Regions from separate parts of the Gossypium arboreum genome. Here region 2 is linked to region 1. Evidence: chromatin contacts called from public Hi-C data. All regions are on one chromosome and are shown on one strand. Each heading gives the region's core, a stretch centred on a gene start, on an enhancer-like site or on the middle of the called end of the contact. The rest is flanking DNA. Distances are from core to core; before and after follow the strand shown.

The links. Hi-C and Micro-C count contacts between places; a contact is called where the count stands out from the background.
Region 2: a Hi-C map of leaf shows a contact between it and region 1, with 3 times the contacts expected there. The contact joins the enhancer-like site here to the promoter of LOC108489964 in region 1. A contact is called at or near these places in 2 of 5 Hi-C or Micro-C datasets (both in leaf).

What each region holds. Positions count from the first base shown.
Region 1 is chr5:64,935,520-64,942,051 of ASM2569848v2, reverse strand. It overlaps LOC108489964 (probable aspartic proteinase GIP2), which reads left to right and starts at 3,465. Exons shown (of 1, transcript XM_017794734.2): 1 at 3,465-4,962. The coding sequence starts at 3,623. The coding sequence ends at 4,834.
Region 2 is chr5:65,291,729-65,297,510 of ASM2569848v2, reverse strand. It overlaps LOC108453429 (fruit protein pKIWI502), which reads left to right. Exons shown (of 5, transcript XM_017751527.2): 5 at 4,800-5,189. The coding sequence ends at 4,862. Among protein-coding and RNA genes, the nearest start is that of LOC108453429, 7.6 kb to the left of the region's middle. Within about 2 kb of position 4,375, at least 1 of the 2 cell types and tissues checked has an H3K27ac peak or open chromatin away from gene starts, as enhancers often do. A contact at or near this core is called in leaf, where this site is marked.

The sequences.
Region 1 (6,532 bases), core at 2,216-4,715:
TTAGACTTTAATATTTTGTGTCATTGAAAAATTAGCTAAATGTGTTGGCTTGGGATAAATCCCTTTGTTTTGTATAAGGCCATAGATAATGGTCAATACTCTCTTTGATTTATAAATAGAAGATGATATTTTCATGGATGAGTAAATTGCACAAATGAAATGTTGTCCATTGTGACTACCTTGGCTATGTGATATGCTCATGTCTTGGTATAGAGTGATTTTATGCAGGTTATGTAAGTATATGTGGCAAAGTGGCTTGGTAAATAGCCTTATTTTTCCACACGGGTAGGCACACGGGCGTGTGTCTAGGCCATGTGTGACACACGGCCAGCCCCATGGGCATGTTGTCTAGTCGTGTGTCCCTTGTACGTAAAATTTGCAAGTCAGTATGCATGGTAGTAAACACACGGGCAGAGACACGGCCATGTGTGTCAGCCATATGAAGGGCACGGCCTAGCACACGGACGTGTACCTTGGCCGTGTGGCCTTTAGGGATTGATAACATCAGAAACATAATATTCAAGTTTTTGCACACGGGCTAGGACGCGGGCGTGTCATGGCCGTGTGAAGGACACGGGCCAGGGACACAGGCATGTGCCAGGCCATGTGAAAACCCCTGTAGGTGTGAATTTGGAATTAATTCCACACGAGTGTCGGACACGGGCGTGCCCCTATATTGCTTAGGCCTTGTGAACCATATGGGCCAATAGCACGACCATGTTGAATTGGTCACACGGGCGTGTTGCCCCTCCCACACCGGCATATGCCCTTGTACCTAGTAACATTTTTCAGAGTTTGTGGGATGATCTGAATCATTTCCGAATGGCTTTAAAAGAACGTTTGGAGCCTCGTAGGCCTTTGTTATGAAGTTCTTGATAAAGATCGGAAAAGTTTTAAATTTGACTAATTTTGGTGATTCGAAAACGTGTGAATGTATGTGTTCAAGTTGAGTAACGCCTCTTATTTCGTCCCGGCATGGGGTACGGGTGTGGGGTGTTACACATAGTATACATTTTACCTATCTCTATGGAAAATGATGTACATGCATAAGGATGAGTTTTTACTCTTAATGAATTCATAGCCTAGATTTTGGGTGGTCCTATTGAGATGGACTTGATGAATTCACCGACTTGAGAGGTTGAGTTTATTACTCTTAATGAGTTCATATCCTAGAGTTTGGGTGCTCCTCTTGAAATGTACTTGAATTCACCAAACTTAAATTTGAGAGGATGAGCTTAATGAAAGCTCTTAATGATTTCATAGCCTTAATGTGAGTGGTCTATATATACCATAACACAGTAAAATACAAAATATTATAAGGTCACAATAAGATATTAAAGCTACAACAATAGAGGCTTAAAATTAAAATTTTCTAACCTCCACCACTTATAGCATTATTTCATTTTAATTTTTATTATCATGAATTATGGAGCATCTCTTTTTCTTTATAAGACTTTGAAAAATTTAATGTTTTAGACATGCTTCGTGCATGTACATAATGCTTTTATATTGATCATTATATTTATTAGTATCATTCTTTTTTTAACCTTATACTTTTGCTCAACTAGTAGAATTATAATGTCAATATAAACTGTGGTAATTTATAATTTCATTGTCATTCATTTTATCTAGTATCCACATATAAGTAACATTATGACATTTACTTCTAAAATGTCTAAACCAATGAAAGGTCCATAATATTATTATTTCAACAAAAAAATATAATTTTATAAACATATATACAATATTAACTTTAGGAATATGTCAAAATTTTCAGATATCCAAATTAAGTTCAAGGATCAAAAGTGATCATAAAATTTATTATATTTATTCTAAACATTCACTTCAAGGAATGTATAAGAAATAATTGGGAAAATAATGTAAACCTATTTGATATTCTTTGCCAATAAGATCATAAGATATTACCTGTTCCAAAGAATGATTAATTAGTATAAACAATAGATCATTTTGTTTCAGGAATAAACATTTAGCAATATTTTGGACTATCCATCTTCCACTTATCTATTTGCCAATAACAACAATAAGTTTCATTCTTTTTTAGGAATGAATAAACAGTATAATTTGTTAATAAAGCCAATAAAGTCATCATTGTTTGCAAATTTACTTCAATATCATTGTGATAAATCAAATGTGTCTATATATTGTTCCTTTTTCTTTTTAATCAAACCTTGGCAAAATATTCAACCAATATGCATGTGTCAAATGATCTTTGAGTATCACATAAATATTTTCATTCTCTTTGAAGGGCTATTTGAAAAACTAATACATAATTTTAACGAATCTTTTATGTGTTTTCTTAGAAAAATTCATGATTAATATCATTGTATAATTCTCAAGTATGAATAGATTTGAAGTACAAACTAATAATTACATTTAATAAACATTTACAATAGATAAGAAGAGATAAAAATCATATAATTTAATCAAAATTAAAACTAAACCAATAAATTCTATAAAAAATAACAAATATATATTCACATAGAAAGCACAACAATTAAATTGGAGAAGAGATTTATAAATTCATAGAGATGCAACTAGAGAATTATATAAATTAAACTTCTTAATAAAAATTGAATCAATTTAAAAAAAAATTAAACTTACTTAAGTAATTGTGGATGAGAAGCGGAGACTATGAGCATTCTTTGCACTGAAGAGAAAGTGATTATCCCTAAGCAAATCTCTAGCAACCACTCACAATTTTTTTAACCAAACAATTAAATTTCAATACTTGGACCCTAACAAAATTTTAACGTAAACTAAGGACCTATTACTCTTGAATAAGATCATACTAATAACATATTATAAAATAATAATAATGCAAAGAATATAAAAATAGTAGACGAGAATAAGAGGAATTTTATTGCATTTATTTTATTAACTATCGTCATTACAAGTAGTATACTCATATATATATATATATATATATAGAGAGAGAGAGAGAGAAATTAGACTCTTAATTTTTAATTCATAAATAAAAAACGATTACAAGAAAATAAAAATGAAAAGTTGAGGAATATGAAAGATGAAAAATTGATTATAATTAACATTTACTTAATAGGATTCATAGCGGGAAAACATTAATTAACAAATTATAACATTTTTAATCGAAGGACAAAAACGAAACTTAAAAGCACCGGTGTAGTTTATTTAATCACATTTTTCCCCGACACTTTTCTTTATCCATTGATAAGTTATCCATCCGTAAGGCTTGACTTGCTCCAAGGAAAAAATAACCACAAAAACTCCAACACATAAAAAACGTGCCTTCGGGCATTTTTTTTTCCTCCCCAGGAAATGTACTGTAGAATCTCAAGAAGATAAAAGAAAAAAAAAAAGAAGAAATAGATGGCAATGAGTCAGCCGCTACAAAGATAAACATTGTGGTGGTCCCACAAATTCCCTCACTAGTGGTCTTTACCACTCTGTTTGTTAGCGATTAAAACAAATGAAATAAAATCAATTCAAATCTTATCCTTTTCCCTTACTAACAATTCCACCCAACCGCGTCGATCCATCGCATCTCCTTATTTCTTAAACTGCAATTTAACTTATTTAGACAATCAATACTAAGACTTGTCTACTGTTACTTTCCCTTCCTCACATGGCTTCCCTTTCTCAGTTTCTTCTCTTTTTCTCTTTCCTTTTCTGCCTGAAAAACACGTTTCCCGTTCTGGGTTTTCAATCAAATTTTGCTTTGTTTCCTGTCGCAAAAGATGCAGCAACTCTTCAGTATGTTGCAAGGATCTCTCATGGCGCTCCTTTGGGATCCACTGACCTTGTGGTTGATCTTGGCGGTTCGTTTCTTTGGATGGATTGCAATTCCGGACACATGTCTTCATCATACAGGTTGATCTCAAGCTGCTCCGTCAACTGCTCTAGAGCAAAGTTCCATGATCTTGGAAGCACGAGTTGTCTATTAAACACCAACTGTTATGTGTCCCCTTACAATGGCGTAACAGGATCGACTTCAGTGGGGGAACTAGTAGAGGATGTCATAGCCGTTGATTCTGTTGACCCTTCAGATGTAGGCCAAAGCACAACCGTGGATCACTTTCTCTTTGCTTGTGCACCGACGTTTCATTTACAAGGTTTAGCAAGTGGTGCCAAGGGAATGATGGGTTTAGGGAAAGCTTCGATTTCGCTGCCATCACAACTGAGTTCTTCAATTGGACACCCTCAGAAGTTTAGTGTTTGTTTATCATCGTCAACCGGTGTCCTATTAACCGGCAGTGGAGACACCGTTTTCGGTACCAAAATAGCAAGGTCACTAGCATACACACCCCTCATCACCAAACAAAATGACTACTTGATTAATGTTCAATCCATCAAGATCAATGGAAGGAGATTAGCAGTCCATGAACAAGGCAAATTAGAAGCAAAATTAAGCACAGTTGTGCCTTACACCACAATGGTAAGCTCGGTTTATGCAATATTTTCTAAAGCTTATGTTGAGGCTGCCACTAAGATGAATATGACTAGAGTAGAAACTGTGGCTCCATTCGGACTCTGCTTTAGTTCTAAAGGGCCATTGGTGCCTGAAATTGATCTAGTTTTGCAAAGTGAGATGGTGAAGTGGAGAATTCAAGGTAGGAATTCAATGGTGAAAGTGAGCGAAGAGAGCATGTGCTTGGGTTTTTTGGATGGAGGGTTGGAGCAAAGTAGCCCAATTGTAATAGGAGGGCTTCAAATGGAGGATAACCTTTTGGAGTTTGATATTGGGAGTTCCATGTTAGGATTTAGCTCTTCTTTGTTGTTGAAGGAAACAACTTGTTCTTCATCCTTACAGGATTCCAAGCTGAAGCAATTTATCTGATTTATCTTTATCCTTTTTCTACTTTTCTCCCTTTTCTTTTGTGTGTGTAAAGGCAAGCTTGATGGATGCAATTTGTAAAGCATCATTACTAGTAATATGAGGAGAGGCACTATAGCTTTGAATTTTAATGATTTTGTTCAAATATGTCTAATGGATTCGATTTACTTGAGTCTGGCTTGACTACTGCAAAAACATGGATACATTTGTAGATAAAATACAAGCTCAAAATAGTATTTTAGTTGAAGGTCTAGAGTCGCATGAATAAAATCTTTCAGATTTTACTTTTCTTTTGGACTAAAAAATCTCAATGTTTATAAATCACTTTAAAACTTCAAATTAATTAAAAATCAAATCAAATCAAATTAATTTAAAAAAAAACCTTTTCCAATATTTATTTTCTTTATTTATGAATTTTAAGAATTCTTTTCACAAAAGATTCAATGTCTTTAGGAAGTATGAATTTTTAAAAATTTTTTGGTAAATTATGATAGAACAAATTCTAAATAACAAATTTTATTAGCACAACTTAAACTTAACTAAATAATTGTAGATTTAGTTTTATATTTTAATTTAGTTTTCTTTTAGTCTTTATATTTTTAAAATTTTAAAATTTTAGTACTCACTAAATAATAACTATTAAATTTATTAAGTTAGGTTATATTCAAAATTTGATGAAACAAACATATTATCATATATGTAATGACATGTCATCTTGTTATTTTCATATTTACTCACTAAAAATCCAGTTAATGGATTAACGATTTTCATCTTATATAAAGCCTCAAAATTTAAAATTCAAAATGTATAAAGACTTAGAATGATGCTCAAATTGGCGAATATTATGCTGCTCCAATTAGAGAATATTGACTAAATTTATAATTATACATATGGTACAAGAATAATAATTGAATTTAACCAAACAGACTTTACTATTTGTGTCAAGATTAAACTATCAAAATTTTAAAAATATAAGAACTAAAATTAATTAAAATAAAGTATAAAAATCCACAACTTATACAAAATATAAAGATTAATAGCAAAATCTAACCATCAAATTTTTGTATATACCTCTCCTTCAAAAGCTTCTATGAAATTTTATCAACCTCAATCTTCTTTTACATTTCAAACTTCCCAACTTCAAATGGCAAGTGTTTTTTTTCCCTAATATTTGGTTTGTTTTAGTTATAAAGATTTAGTAGTTAAGGTGATTATATTTGGTTGTTATAAACATATGATTTGTTAGTTAATTAATTAGTTAGATTTATTTTGTGTATTAGTTTAGTTTAGGAAAAATTTTATTTATTTGTTAGTTTATTAGATTAAAAATATAATGATTATGAAAGAACTTATAACAATATTTGCTGTTAGAAGTAATGTTATGAGCAGCGCGAATTACTTCAGGTACTAATATAGAATAAAAATGGACACAAAGTCACGCCCCATTTTTTTTTTTTTTTTTTTTAGCTATCGTTAATTTTTAAATAAGTTTGAATGCTAGTCTAGTGGTTAAGAATAGGTGAAGCTGCCTGTAACATCTCAAATTTAGTTTTATAAAATTTAGAAATATATAAAAAATAGGGAATTGACCCAATGGTTAGTTATTTAATGTGTAAGTATAAAAGTTAGTTGAAGGTTTCAAGTTCAAGTTTCAACTTTTACAAAATAAATTGAGTTTTGCAAATTCCCTTGTCTTTTTAT
Region 2 (5,782 bases), core at 3,126-5,625, 350 kb before region 1:
TGCAAACCTTGCATATAAATTTAGTGTGTGCTCCAATTAATGTTGCAGTCTCAATCATTTAGTTTTGAATTTTTTTAATTTCTTATAGAATATAAATTTTAAATCGTATTGAAGATATTTGAATCTATACCTTGAATGATGGGATTCTAGAGTTGAAGCACACTTTTGGAGTAAAACTTTCATGTAGTCTACGATGTTTGGTCATTGGAAGAGCCACAATAAGCTGTGATGGCAAGCCTACTGCCTACATATGGTTGTTTGATACACAAAGGAAATTGGGGACATTTTATCTAGGAGTCCTTTTGTAGTTTTCATGCACTAGTTGCTCCCTGGACGAGCAACAATAAGCTGTAATTACAAGTGTACATATGGTTATTGGATACAAAAAGGAAATTTGGGATATTTCGTCTAGGAGTTTTTTTATAGCTCTCAAACACTAGTTGCTGCCTTCATTTGGTTCTTCAACTTAATTATGTTGTTGAGAGTGGTTATAGCACTTAAATCTGCCAACTGAGACAACTTGCTCTCTAGCGCTATCAGTTGTTCCTGTTTCCCTAAACATGCTTAAGGGATTTTCTTGAACCTGTACATTGCACTGTTTTCTAAGAAAGAAATGGAGGGAAGGAACATGGGCTGAGTAAGAAAAAGGAAAGATAGAAAAGAGGATTTTCTGATTTTTGTGCAGAATTGGAAACTAGGGGGAAAGCAAGGTGCTGAGGATAAATGTGAATAAAATAAATTGGTTCTAGTTGAATCAGTGGTTTCCACCACTTTCAGAGGAAATGGATTTTGAAGGTATGCACAGATGCAAGCTTTCCCGTTTTTGTTCTATCACTCTATTTCCTCAATACGGATGAAGCAAAAGAAGGACTACTAAAAAAACCAATTTCCTTCCACCTACTTTCTGTTTTTCCTCTTCCACTCATACTAAACACAGTTTAAGGTTGAAACTTGAAAGTTAAGAACGTATATAGTGCAGAATTCAATATTTGTGATTCTGAAATCAGTAACGGCCTGCGTAGTTATGTGAGCATTTGAAGGCAAACTGGTAAACATGATTAAGGGATTTTCTTGAACTTGTGCATTGCACTGCTTTTCAAGAAAGAAATGGAGGGAAGGAATGTGGGCTGAGGAAGGAAAGGGAAGGATAGAAGTTTTTTCCTTCCTGATTTTTGTACAGAATTCGAAAAAAAGAGGGAACGCAAGGAGCGGAGGATAAATGTGAATAAAATAAATTGATTTTAGTTGAATCAGTGGTTTCCACCACTTTCAGAGGAATTGGATTTTGAAGGAACTGGCAGATGCAATCTCTCCCTTTTTCGTTCTCTCACTCCATTTCCTCAATACAGATGAAGCAAAAGATGGATGACCAAAAACACCATTTTCCTTCCACCTTTTCTGCTTTTCCTCTTCCACTCATATCAAACACGGTTTGAGCTTGAAAGTTGAGAACATATAGTGCAGAAGTCAATATGTGTGATTCTGAAATCAGTAGTGGCCTGAGTAGTTATGTGAGCATTTGAAGGCAAACTGGCAAACTATAACAGATTTTTGTCAACAATTTGGACTTGTGCGGAAACTTGACATCAAATTGAGCTAGTGTAACAACTGATCTTTGGCTTTATAATACTGGAAATCTGAACTGCTATGATGAAAGCATGATGAAACCTGTTTGTCGATAATTAAACGCTGCATAACATGTGATATTAGGAGGAGAAAATATTAAAATATTAAAGTATAGAAGGAAAATCTGAAATAAGCAAAAACAATTGGGGAGTAACAGAAGCAACTGTGGGAGAAAATTAAGAACCGAGAAAACCAGATAGAATCAGTAGGGAGAACATCTCAATGCTCAAATACGAATATACCTAATAAAATGCTAACTACCAATAATATTCCCACTTACCAATAATCCTCCGCTTTCTGGATGTCATAGACCTCTCAGATAGATACTAAACATGGGAAGATCAAAATAAATAATAGATAAATCTGATATCCTCATACCACAATACAGATGCAGCCACCTTGGAGGTTTCACATACATCCTCAAAGCTACCTATTATCAGTAGTCCACCCTCCATACAAATATACAGAAAGGAAAGTGAATAGAAGTGGGAGGGTACTTGAAATAGATCTGACATATGCTCAGGGGGAAGGGGAAGCAGGAAGGAGTTTGATTTCTCCATTTTGCTTTGGATTTAGCGATTGCTATTTTAATGTTTGAGCTCTTACACTTGACTCTGGATTGACTTTGTTTCTGTATTTATGTCATAGCTTTCTCAAAATTGTTATCAGTAGTCCACCCTCCATACAAATATACAGAAAGGAAAGTGTGAATAGAAGTGGGAGGGTACTTGAAATAGATCTGACATATGCTCAGGGGGAAGGGGAAGCAGGAAGGAGTTTGATTTCTCCATTTTGCTTTGGATTTAGCGATTGCTATTTTAATGTTTGAGCTCTTACACTTGACTCTGGATTGACTTTTTTTCTGTATTTATGTCATAGCTTTCTCAAAATTGTTATCAGTAGTCCACCCTCCATACAAATATACAGAAAGGAAAGTGTGAATAGAAGTGGGAGGGTACTTGAAATAGATCTGACATATGCTCAGGGGAAGGGAAGCAGGAAGGAGTTTGATTTCTCCATTTTGCTTTGGATTTAGCGATTGCTATTTTAATGTTTGAGCTCTTACACTTGACTCTGGATTGACTTTTTTTCTGTATTTATGTCATAGCTTTCTCAAAATTGTTATCAGTAGTCCACCCTCCATACAAATATACAGAAAGGAAAGTGTGAATAGAAGTGGGAGGGTACTTGAAATAGATCTGACATATGCTCAGGGGGAAGGGGAAGCAGGAAGGAGTTTGATTTCTCCATTTTGCTTTGGATTTAGCGATTGCTATTTTAATGTTTGAGCTCTTACACTTGACTCTGGATTGACTTTGTTTCTGTATTTATGTTATAGCTTTCTCAAAATTGTTATACCATTTCTCTAGTCTGCACGTGATGTCAATGTTTGGATTTGAAGCGGCCAGGCTTGTCTAGCATAGGATGCAAATTGTATTTATCTTGCATCAAAGAAATGGAGACTTCTTGATTCCTTAAGAAATAAGGAATGGATGGAAAGGGGTAAAAGAATGACCTAGTATGTTTGACGAACATTGCCAACATTCTAACTGATTCCGTAACCAAAAGTGGCACTTTTGGTTGAGAATGAAATATGATCTGCATTCTTTGATATCATGAAGAAAGGCTGAAGCCAATAGGTAGTAAAGATGACAAAATATGTTCAAGCATGGTTGTTGGTATCGCACCAATACCGGCCCTGCTGGCTGGTACATACCATTCCGTTTGTAAATAGGAAATAATTTTAAGTTTTGTTCCAGTCAAATTTCAGAGTGTGTTGGTGGTTGTCTTTCTGTCCATTTTGCCTATATTGGCCTGTGTTAGTGTATTAGTGTGTACCGGCTTGTACCAATTGGTATAAGATTTTTATATTTTAAACTAATTTTTAATATATAAATTTTTAACTTAACCATTCTAATTTTTTATAATTACATTAAAAAAGAAAATATAATCATTAAATTAAGTTATTTATCCTGACTAATAGTTTTAAATTTTGTATTTGTGTATAACGTACATTACGTATGTAATTGAGCTATGTTTGTGTGTATATTTATATATAGTATTTTAAAACTAAAAATTAAACTATTAAGTATATTTGAAAAAAATTATAAATGCAAATAAATTTGAAACAGTACACTAAAACACATTGATATTGATATGTCCCAGTACCTAAGCAAAAAGGGTACATCCATTGATATGGTGCTGATGACCTTGTGTCCAAGTGTTAACCACATTCTAGCCAATATGGAAGAAAGCAATGGCTCTTAGTTGAGACTTCCAATCACTTTCAGTTAGACCGTGTATTTCTTTCTGTTAAAAGGACTAGTAAGCTTTAAATGCTAGTATTTCTATAGCATTATAGAATTAAAAAGTGGTTTATGACTAGGAATTAAACTATTTGAGCAGAATGCTATAGGTTCTCTTGACCTCCTGGTAGAGATATTTTTTTTTTTTTTAAATAAAAGAATTACTAGGAAAGAGGATTTGAATTTTACTGAATTTATTCACTTACCACTTAGCCAAATGCTTATGCTTAGGGGCTATTATATTATTCCAAATGTGAAGTCTTATTTAAGGAACATTATTGGGCTTGAGTTTTGCATTCTTCAGTTATTTCTAGTCTCCACTTGAAATGAAATCTTAACTGCTAGACGAATGTATGGCTGAGCCGTGGAACTGACTAAATGGACCTTTTCTAAGATTAGGGTAGGCTGGCGAATGAGATCCTGTATGAAGAAGCTCATTGCTTCATGTAGAAAGTGAACAAAGCCACTGTAGTTCACTTCATTATGGCAGGCAATGACTCAGTCAACTGGAAATGCCTATTCATTTCATTGATTCTTAGTTTTCCGACCACTTTTCATAAGCAACATTTTACGAGTCTGCTTAGGAGGTCATTTACTGTGTTGAGGAGTTGGGACATTGTATTTGTATATAAGGTGAATGTTGGTAAGCAGGGCATGAGTAACAGACTTATGCTACGTGAAAATTTTCACTTATTTTGAAGAGATCTTATTTTTAAAGGAGTTTTTACTTATCTTTCTTGTTTCAAGTTAAAATTTTTAACGAATTATTCTTTATTTTATGTCCAACTATCGTAATATATACGTACTAAATAAGTTTTTTCATGTTATTACACTAGTAATTAAACAGGACATTATTGGTTTATGCAGGAAGTGACTTCAATACTTGTAGCAGATGGAGTTTCGAGTGAGAAGATCCTAAAGAACTTTTGATGGAGTTAAAACGGAACTTTTATTATTTGTTGTATCATTGAGGAAAAGCTGATAATTAATTCTTTCTCACCATAGCTAAGAATGAAAGCACACGCTTGGCTAATAAACTCTTCATGTTTGGGAACTAATTCATTCAGCTGCTAATGTTTTTGCTGAGGCCAACACTGAGTAATTATGAGTGAGTTAGGTGATTCACTCCTGTTAGTCTTCTCATTTGTTGAAATCACAGCAAGAAAATAATATTCTTGCTCCATAAGGAAATTGGTAGGGAGGAGAATAGATGATGTTTTTTCAATTGTTCATAGATCAGAAGTTATTTTCTTATAAGGAAGTGGCGACGCTTTTTCTTCCATAGAAATTTTCATTGTGTTGAGAGAATGTCGGAGAGAAACTCGGCAAATATGTTTTAAAGAACACGGTTCATTGGACTTTGCTAATAGAGATTAAGAATCAATATTATTATCAATTAAAACGGAATATTAACTTGTTGATTGTAGGAAATCAAAGAATTTTTTAGGGTAATGGCAAGGTACATTGTATTTTTAAAGAGGGAATGGAAATTAAATTCTGAAGATGATGTTGTTGTGGGAGAGATAATTATGAATTTCAAAAATAGATGGTAAATAGATATGAAAACAAACAAAAAAAAAATTAGAATTTACAAGATTCATACAAGTCAACTAAGAGCAAAATCCAGTTTTAATTATTCAAGGTTATCTATATTAAAATAATGTTGTTTGAATTAGATTAGATCAACGAGTTGGATTGAGAATTGACTGGTGTATCAGACTAAAAAGAGGATTGATTCATGAATCGGTATCTATCGATTGAATTGGATAAAAACTAGTTGAACTATATTTTTTAAGTTTTATCTTTTTTTTGAATTTTAATAAATTTTTAATTGAATTAATTGAACCAAT